2 separate regions of the Strix aluco genome follow, and region 2 is linked to region 1. A link is a contact called in public Hi-C data. All regions are on one chromosome and are shown on one strand. Each heading gives the region's core, a stretch centred on a gene start, on an enhancer-like site or on the middle of the called end of the contact. The rest is flanking DNA. Distances are from core to core; before and after follow the strand shown.

Region 1 (4,644 bases), core at 1,803-4,302:
TTCAGGGCGCCATAATCCTGAATGGAAAGTAAAACATTCAGCAGATAAGACATTCCAGATCAGACTTTGAAGTAGTGGAGTTATCATTTGACACCAAAACGTACAGAGCCATTCACATGTGTATCTGAAATTCTAATTTTATTCAAATGAATCAATTCAAGTTTGGACATTTAAGGCTTGTTTAAACATCTTCCTTCCTTGACATACAATTCAAGAGCATGACAGAGGTAAATTCTAGTCCAAACTGAAGTCAAAATTTCCATTTAATAACAAACAAGAAACCAACTGTAGTAATTTCAAAATGAACCATTCTAGCTTGGAATTCTATCCAAATGAGAATATATAGGATTTAGTATTTATAATATATAATAAATTATTATTATATAATTCCAGTTATAAAACATTTATAAATGTTTGTATCTGTAATCTGGATGCCCAAAATGAAATAATGGTAGGTTATTTGTAAGGATATAAGACTTGTATATTGAGTTCTGAGTGCACCAGGTTTTAATGCCACTCTTCCAACCCTGGAAATCTGAGAGCAAAGAAAGTATCTATCAATCTATGTGCTCAACTAAACTTACCTTTCCAAGCATCAAATCCAAATCTGCTCCATTTGTTGTCAAAGGGGAACATTCATCACTTTGAATGATATTAGTTACATCAAAGTCAGCATCTGGGGTTTGTATCATCTTTGAGAGACCATCGACAGCACTCTTCAGTTCATACAAGCGTTTTAGAATCTCTTCCTGGCGGGATTCAAGTGCTTGAAGTGACGGGTCAGCCTCTTCCTATAGGAGAGGAAAAAACAAGGTCACATAAATGTTTGCTCAGCTCAGTGTGAAAATAGTGCACAGCTCACTTGACAGTAAGTTTTGAAAGACTTTAAATACATTCAAATAACCAGAACATCACGGAATGTCACGGTCTTACATCTGTTAACTGTCTCTCTTCTTTCGTCTGTATGATAATGTGGTGAGAGATGGGTTATTTAATCAAATCTGAAATCTTCCTGCTTAACCTATTTTTTTAAACCACTCGCTACAGGAAACTCCATAACATAGTGAAAATCAGATCACAACCACAGAAACTTAAAGTTGGCAGTGAAATGCTGAATTAAAACCTGAAAAACCAGAGGTAGCTTGTCTGGATTCTTTTCAGCCCAGAAGTGCAGACTGATAAGAGTTTGTGTTGAGGCTGCCAAACAAGGCAACTTTTTGACAATTCAGATAGTTAATAAAAAAGCCTGCAGGTTTAGATGGATGGTATATCATATGAAATCACTCTTTGTAATCATTCTTCGTTTCACAGAATATAAACTATAGAGAAAAAAAGTCTTTGTTACATGTTAATCCTAATGCATCTTTTTGTTATCTCAACTATCTTACAAGTCTCTTATCTTACAGTGCTACCTCTTCTAAAGGATGAAAAGTATATTCCTGTGGGTGGTTTTAAGTCCACAAACTTACAATAATGTTAAAGAAAAATCTTTATATAGATAATCCATTTCTAATCATTCTGAATAAGAATTAACGAAACCCAACCTATGGAGCAAGCTTCCTTGTTTCAGTCTAATGGATGAAGAGATAACAAGCAAGGTATCCAAGTGAAATCTTGATACCCACTTTCACAATATTCTCAGACAAGACAGGGAAACACCTCTTAGTGACCATTCTTTGGCTAGTACACAATTCAGTGAAAGAAAAACCACTCTCAAAGCAGACTGATAGTTAATACTTTTGTTGTTGCAATGGGAGGGCAACTTAGTTAGCATTCCTGTGAAGTTCTGCCCCAAGTCTGCTCCTACTCAGTATCTCCACCAGCAACCTGGGTGAGGGCACAGCAAGTACTCACTGAAAAGATGTAATAGTATCAAGCTAAAAACGGCCACAAGCAGCCTGGAAGAATTCAAAGCATTCCTGACGTTGGAGAGAGGCTGAAGTCAACTAAATTAATGTAACATATTATTTTGCATTTTTGCCTTATTTAATAAAGAAGTAACTGAGACTAGAAATGGAGAGTGTGTAGCTGGCCAGTTCCTAACTCAGCAGCAGAAAAGAAAATAGACTTGAGCCAACAAAGCGATGATGCGGCGGGAAGGGGTGAAGCCCGCTGGGCCACAGTCACCGACCTACGGGCTTGCACGGCCTCAGCTCAGCACGGCGCTCCAAATGCGGCCGCTTAAAAATAGAAACTGAAAGACACGCAGACCAGAGCCCAGAGAAGCCAAGTTAAGAATTACCGAAGGCCTTAAAACAGAGAAATTCCTGGAAAAGCTGAGCTTATTAACCCCCGACCGAGCCGCTGATAAGCGCGGAGGAACCAGCGCTACCGCGCTCCTCCTGCGGGCCAAGGCGGGGGATCGCGGGGACCCGGCCCCTGGGAGCTCCCCGGCGCCGGCCTTCTCCCAGCCCCCACAAGCACGCCCGTCCGGAGCAAACACCGGCCCAGAGCGGGCGGAGGCAGCTCCGCCCGCCAGGCTCCCCGCCAGCGCGGCGCCAGGCGCCGGCCTGCTGCCCACGGCCGAGTCCGCCGTGGCGAGCACTGTGGGCCACGGCCCGGACAGGCCTTCCGCCCGGCCCGGCGGGCTCTCCCACGCCCCCTCGCTCCTACCTGCGGCGGCGGCGAGGCGGCGGGCGCGGGGCGGCGGTGCAGGTTGGGCAGGCGGTACATGCAGGAGGGCAGCTGCTCCGCCAGCACCTCCCCGCCGACCCTGTGGAAGGGCCTCACCTTGTACATGGGCATGGCGGCACCCGCCCGCACCGCGCACCCGCTCCCAGCCCGCCCGCCCGCTGCGCCAATTGGGCCAGGCGGGAGCACAGCGCCTTAACTGACTCAAGCGCCGCCCAATGCGCGCTGGCGACTGCCGCACCGCCTCCTTGTCTTCCCTCTATTGGCCAGCGAGAGCAATTGATCCGTTCAGCGAGTCTCCATAGGGCGAAAGGTGCAGCTTCCAGCTCTGATTGGATGGTCCTATTGACCAATTGGTGTCAAGGGGCTTAAAAACCCACGCGGGAGGGGTGGGCCCTTTTCTTCAGCAGCCAATGACTGGGCGGGGGCAGGGCCTGCGGAAGGGGATCCTGAGGAGAGGACGGCGCGATCCGCTGGGTCCCGATGGAGGCGGCTGCGCCTTGGTGAGCGCCTGCCCCGGGGCAGGCTGGAGCGGGCCCCGGCCCTGGGGCTGCCCCGCGCTCGCACTTCCCTGCTCGGGCCGCCTCTCCTCACGGCAGGCTCAGGGCCGCGCTCCCCCGCCGTGGGCCGTGCCCTGGCCGCTGGCGCGGTCGCGGCCTCCTCTGCCGCCGCTGGCTTCTCGGTTCCCGCCTCCCCTCCCGACTTGCTCGGGGAGGCCGGTGGGGCTTCTCGGGCGCTCCGCGTTCGGGTGCGGCCACCCGGGGTATCGGTGTTTTGCCCCCCGCCTCGCCTTTGGGCGGCGGTTGCCCTCACTTGCGAGGAACGAACGAGCGAGGCGCGGCGAGCCTTTGCCGCTTGCTTCACACTACCGTGTTTTTTCCTGTCTCTCCCCTCTTTCCAGCCTGCAGCCTGCCAAAGCCATCAAGCCCATCGACCGTAAGTCCGTTCATCGGATCTGTTCGGGACAGGTTGTGCTGAATCTTGGCACTGCCGTGAAAGAGTTAGTGGAAAACAGCCTGGATGCTGGAGCTACCAACATTGGTAACCTTCTTGCCATCATAATTTCATGGACTTCTAAAGTACTTATCTTTCCTCAAAACAGAGTGCATATTAACAAATCAGTGCACATACTTTCTGTTTGGGCCAAGCACGTTTGCCGTGGTTTTACACCTCAGATAAATAAAGCATTTTGATTCCCAGGCTCTAGCTGGGCCCCTAGAGGTATGTGATTTTTGTCTGTGTTATTTTATTTGTAGCCCTTTTTGCCACTGAATAAGGCATGTGGCCTGTACAGCAGTGGTGATTAGACTCTGCTGGCTGCTGGTCTCAAGCTAGCAGGTGGTTAAGGCAGGGTTGCAGTTTCCAGAGCTGCCAGGATGATGATAGCTTTGTAATTGGGAAAACTTCAGTTCAGGCAGAAGTTCAGCAAAGCTGGACTGTTTGTGAGTACAGGCTGGTTTGCATTAGCTTGCTCTAACTTTTGACAGGTATGAGGATTTTTTTGTTCAAACTTGACATGGAAAACAGTTACCTGATAAAATTGCTTCAAGTACATAATTAATACTGAACACTGTATGAACATACAGAATTAAAAGACTTTATTACTCAATTTTGTAGATATAAAACTTAAAGATCATGGAGCAGAACTGATAGAGGTTTCGGATAATGGAGGTGGAGTGGAAGAGGAAAACTTTGAAGGCTTAAGTAAGTTGTACCTTTTTCATAATTTGGACATTTTGAAAGCATGTTTTCAGTGAGAAAGCTACTTTTTTTAAAACAAACTTCCTAAGTTTAATAGTTTTTAACAGATACTCAGCTTTTATATAATGTGTGCATGACCTGCAAGACTTGGGCAAAACTAGACTGGACTTCTGTAGTGCTGTTGTGGTTATATTATTATTCTTGTAGCTCAGAAATAGACTTTGATTTGATTGCTTATTTAAGTGGAATGAATAATAGAAATATTTATAGAAGAGAGAGTCCTATAAATGTTGATTAGATTCACTTGTGTTG
Region 2 (4,904 bases), core at 1,425-3,924, 180 kb before region 1:
GATCATCATATTTTAGTAAAGTGCCTGATCCTTTATCAGACTGTCTTTCCCTATCTATCTACTCAGTCCCTAAACAGAGAAACTATGAGACTAGCTCATACACCCCACCTGACCTTGTCTGGTATCAGGACCTGTAGCAGTTTTGTACCATAGGATATTTTTATCAAAATTCACATCTGGTTCTTTAATCGTACCCAGAAATAGATAGTCTAGAAATGTATTACACTTTTTTCTGCAATAAGTAGCAAGCAGCCGATGTCCATCTGTCTCTTCCTGCCCCTTCATGTTCAGCATCAGTCTGCTTTTCCAATCGGATTAATGAGAGGATTTTCTTGCCCTCATGATGCAGGAACACAAGGCATTTTCAGAGTTTACAATCCAAGTGACTGTACATTGGAGTATTAAATGGAGGAATTGTGATTGCTGGATTTCTTGCTTTGCTGGCAACAGTGTAACATCTATCTTCTAATGTTTTAGCTGCTATTAATTAGCCTTATAAATATTTAACAGCATCTCACTTAATATCTCCGATATTCTCTTTGGGGGACAAGGAGAAGAGGGGCCAGGACTAAATTCCTAGAGGAGAAATATGAAAATAGTGGAAAATACTAATCTGTCACAAATACAGCAGGATAATATTTCCTGGTACTCCTTTCCCCGATAATTTTAAACTCGTGTATAGAAAATAACTGTATTGATTTATCAAAGAATAGCCATTGCTGTAGTTAAAATCATGTGTTGGTTTGATGCACAAGCTAAAGCTGCCCTAGGTCATCTTTAACTGGGGCCTGACATGTTTCAATATTTAATCAGATGTCAGAAAAGAACTTAGATCACAAACAAATTCTGAATACATCCTGCATGAACTGAGAAAGGGGTTGAGAGAGAAGGGATGTCAGCTCTCTGCCTTTAATGTATCTATTAAAATAGATTCCAGATACGCATCTGTCAGTGTTTTTATTAGCTACTTTTATTTCAGTAGTCATCCTTTTAGAAGTGTTTACATCTAACGTATTAAAATGTGCCTATTTCAATCAAGCCTGTGTCAAACAGCTAATCTGGCTAGTTCAGCCAGTGCTCTAAGACATAAACTGTACTTTTGGACCTTATTGTTACACTTTTATATAGTGATGAAAGTGCCACAGCATTGCAGCCACAGAGGTTGGACTTACGTAGTTGCACTTTCTCCCCACTGTTGCAGTCTACACCATGGACCTGGGGATTCTGTCAAATGCTGTTGTCTTCAGTACAAATTACCCAAGTACTGGATTTCTGTTCCTAACGTGTCCTCAGGTAAGCAACTTGCTTGTAATTACATCAAACATTATTTGATGCTTAAAGTTATTCAATATCTGTTTAAAATAATTAGTCTAATTTAGAGTTCAAATCTATTAAACTTTTCAAATGTAACATATAACCTGACTTGAGAGGACAGACTTTGATGCCTGATCTCTGAAAATAAGTACATTTGTTTCTGTCACACTGTGGGTACTTATTAAAAAAAAGGTAAACTCAATAGGAAGTACTAATCAGTTCTCTCTTCTTTTGGGGAATATGTAAGCCCTTTAAAGATTTCAGTGTTTATGCTACATTTTAAACAAGAAAATGAAAGATTGCACTTAGGATCTTTTTCATAGTTTCCAACCAGACATAACCTTCCACTGTGGGAAATTTTCTCTACGTGGTTCTGTACATTGTTCTGTAACAGCGAAGTCCTTACTCTAGTTCCTCAAACAGGGCATGAGACAATGCAAACCAGGAGATTTTTAATAACTTCCCCTTTCTGAAATGGTATAAAAAAGCAAAGCACCACTGTTTAGCTGGGATAACCTGTTTTCCAGAGTCATTGGAAATCCTATTCCTGTGAAGTTTTCTAGCTTGCTTTGTTACTGTTTTGATTGCTGGTTTTTTTAGAGAACATTGGTGATTAAGCCGTGCTTAAGAGGGGATACCTCCTTGAACTGCACACTGCACAACTATGATGGCGATACCCTTCAGGTTTAGGGATTGAGGACTGCAAAGAGGCAGCACACTAATTCCCAAAGCCTTATTGTTGCAAGGAATAATTACTTTTCTTAGAAATTCGCATACTCTCTTGGGCCACTAACCATGAATCAAGCTCATTTGCACAAAACGTGACAATAGCTATTAAATACCAACTGCTGCACTAGCCAGCTGCCTGATGGCCGAATTTCACGGCGGTTTCTCTCCCCGTTCATCCCCGGTACTTGCTCCACTGGCCGGCGGCTGCCTGGTGCTGCCGGAGCGTCCCCCGCGCAGGAGCCGCTCCTGGCTCACAGCTCTGTTCTCTGCTTACTGCCGGTTAACAAAGAACCGCGAAATTATCCGTCTAAAAGGGCTTCTGAAGAGTTTAAGGCAAAAAAAGGGACCGTGGCCTACTCCGCCCTCGGTGCCGGACACCCAGCGCGGGACCCGAAGCGAGGACTTCACCCTTCGGGGCCCGGCGGGAGCCCGACCCCGCCGCCCCTGGGCCCGGCGCGGGCCGCTCCCCTCAGGGCTGGCGCTGGGAGGGCTGAGGGAGGCCGGAGGGTCGCGCGCGTCCCCCCGCCGCGGGCGGCCGGGCCGGGGCTCGCCTCAGGGCTAACGGCTCGGCCGCCCCCGCGGGAGGCGGCGCGGAGGGGCGGGGCCGCCCCCTCCCGTTTCCCAGGGTGCACCGGGCGTGGTGGCTGTCTGGCCACGTCCCCGGGCCACGTCGCTCGGTGCCCGCTGAGCTTACGCCATCTTCGCTCCCCGGCTCCGGGCTGCGCTGCCGCCTCTGCCGCCGCCATGAACATCTTCCGCCTCACCGGGGACTTGTCCCACCTGGCGGCCATCATCATCCTGCTGCTCAAGATCTGGAAGAGCCGCTCCTGCGCGGGTGCGTGCGGAAGGCCGCTGGGCGGGCGAGGGGAGGGGAAGAAGGGAAGGGAGGGCGGCGGGACCGGCTGGGCAGCTCTGGGCCGCGGTGCCTGAGGGGAGCCTCACTGGGGCCTGGGCGCGATCGCCGCCTTTTCGCCGCGGCAGGGGGGTGGGCCGTGCTGCGATCACCTCTGCTGCAGTTTAGGGACCGCTTCCTGAAGAGAGCTCAGCCGAGCCGGGGAGGGGGGGGGGGGGGGGCAGCACGGGGGGGTCCCGCCTGCCCCACTTTCCCGGAGGCGGCTGTGGTAAAGCGAGGAGAGGCGGGGGGGGGGAGGGAATTGTGTCCCCCTCGAGTCGCCGCCTGAGGGCCCCTAGGGCGGGAGGGCAGAACTCGCCCGGGCAGGTGAAAAGGGACGATCGCTCCCCTCAGCGCTGGCGGGAGGGGGCTCAGCCCCCCTCCTGACTGACCTCCCTCCTAACTCAGTCCCTTCCAAACGCAGGGTGCGTGGAAGCGGGTGGGCAACCGGGCGGGAGGAAAGGGGAGCCACATCCCCTCCTCCGGGGTGGGGGCGCACTCGGGGGAGCAGCGATTTCGTTAAAGGTTTGGTGGTTGCCATTATTTGTACTTTAATCCCCGAGCACCACCACCTTGGCTGTCCCCGGGAGGGTCGCCCCTTCCTTATGTAACTGCCCGGTGGCGAGCGAATGAATGGGGAGGCAGGTTGGGAGGAGGGGAGGAGGGAGGAATGCGTCCCCCGCGGGGCGGGCAGCCTCCCTCCCTTCCCCGCGCCCCGCCACTATCGGGAAAGAGGAGATAGAGCTTATTTTCTCGCTTTTCCTGACAGCGCACAGCCTTCCGTCTGCGTGTTTGCTTGGCAGCTTTAAGCGCCGCTCTGGTGCGTGAAAGCTGGTTTTGGTGCAGCGTTGGGAGTCGCTGACTTGCAGTTTGCAGATGCTGAAGTTTCCCTCGCTCCCTCCTTTTCCCTCCGCGCACAGGTTTGCGTTCGCGGCAGACTACCGCGCCCTCTTCTTCCCTTTTGTTTTCCGCCCTCGCTGCGGGAAGAATTAAACTGCGATTCGTGCCGTTTATAAGGCTTCTGGGGTGTTTTCTCGCTTGCCTGGCCAGCTGCAGGAGGAAGCTGTAGGAGAGAGGCTCCCGGCTGGAGAGAATAGGCTCTGGGTCGAGATCCCGGCCTGCTCTGACGTGGCAGCGGGAGAGGTGTGGCGGGGAGGGAGCTGGGTCCCGGCCGCCCTCCGGGATGGGCGCCGGGCGAAGCCCCGCTCCCGCGGCTCCGCCGCCAGCCCGGGGGAGAAACGCTTGTGCTTCCTCCCGTGTTTTGTACGTGCTTGCTCGAATTCCGTGTGATGTGGTTTGCTTCCTCGCTTCGAGTGTACGGTGTGGCGGTTGGAGGGAATTGCAAGCAGTTCTTCTAACTGCAACATAGCTGATCTCTTTCAGAAAACTAGGAGTTGTTGTAATTCAAAATGGGCATTTCAGTGCTATGTGTGTTACATGGATCACGCCACCGACCCTGGAAATAACGTTTTTGCTGTGTCCTGGGGTCTGACTGTGAGCTTGACTTTGCCTTCTTTCTTGTGAGCTTCTCCTTTGTTAGTAAGAGTGATTATTCTTGAAATCAGTTTGCCATGTGTTGGCATGAAATACTGTTCAAATACCGAGTTAACACTGTTGAACAGATGTATCTGTAAAGTCTTCAGTTAAGAGTGTGAAGAATTAGTTTAAGCTGCAACCTGAAAGAATTGAGGATGGGGAAATGAAAGAGATTTGCACTACAGGTAAGAGGAAGTACAGTTTCTGTATGTTTTCATGTCAAGTCACTTCTTGCTAATCACTTGATAGTGCAAAAGAAAAAAATAGTAGATTAATAGCTTTAGTTTTAAACACACATAAAGTAAAAACTGCTCTTAATTTTACAAAAGAGCTCAAGCAAATGCCTCCGCAGTCCAAATGCAGTGGTAGTGCAGAAGTATTGTTTCTGAGGTGATGGAGCAAGAGCTCCTTCCTAACGAACTTCCCTGGCTCA

What was found. A called contact is a pair of places that touch in the nucleus more often than the background predicts.
Region 2: a Hi-C map of heart shows a contact between it and region 1, with 5 times the contacts expected there. The contact joins the promoter of KDELR2 here to the promoter of PMS2 in region 1. A contact is called at or near these places in 2 of 2 Hi-C or Micro-C datasets (brain and heart).

The regions. Positions count from the first base shown.
Region 1 is chr15:12,821,829-12,826,472 of bStrAlu1.hap1, reverse strand. PMS2 (PMS1 homolog 2, mismatch repair system component) reads left to right here and starts at 3,052. Exons shown (of 15, transcript XM_074841086.1): 1 at 3,052-3,134; 2 at 3,533-3,672; 3 at 4,249-4,335. The coding sequence starts at 3,115. AIMP2 (aminoacyl tRNA synthetase complex interacting multifunctional protein 2) reads right to left here and starts at 2,809. Exons shown (of 4, transcript XM_074841091.1): 1 at 2,614-2,809; 2 at 585-791; 3 at 1-17. The coding sequence starts at 2,745.
Region 2 is chr15:12,996,989-13,001,892 of bStrAlu1.hap1, reverse strand. KDELR2 (KDEL endoplasmic reticulum protein retention receptor 2) reads left to right here and starts at 2,674. Exons shown (of 5, transcript XM_074840491.1): 1 at 2,674-2,878. The coding sequence starts at 2,788.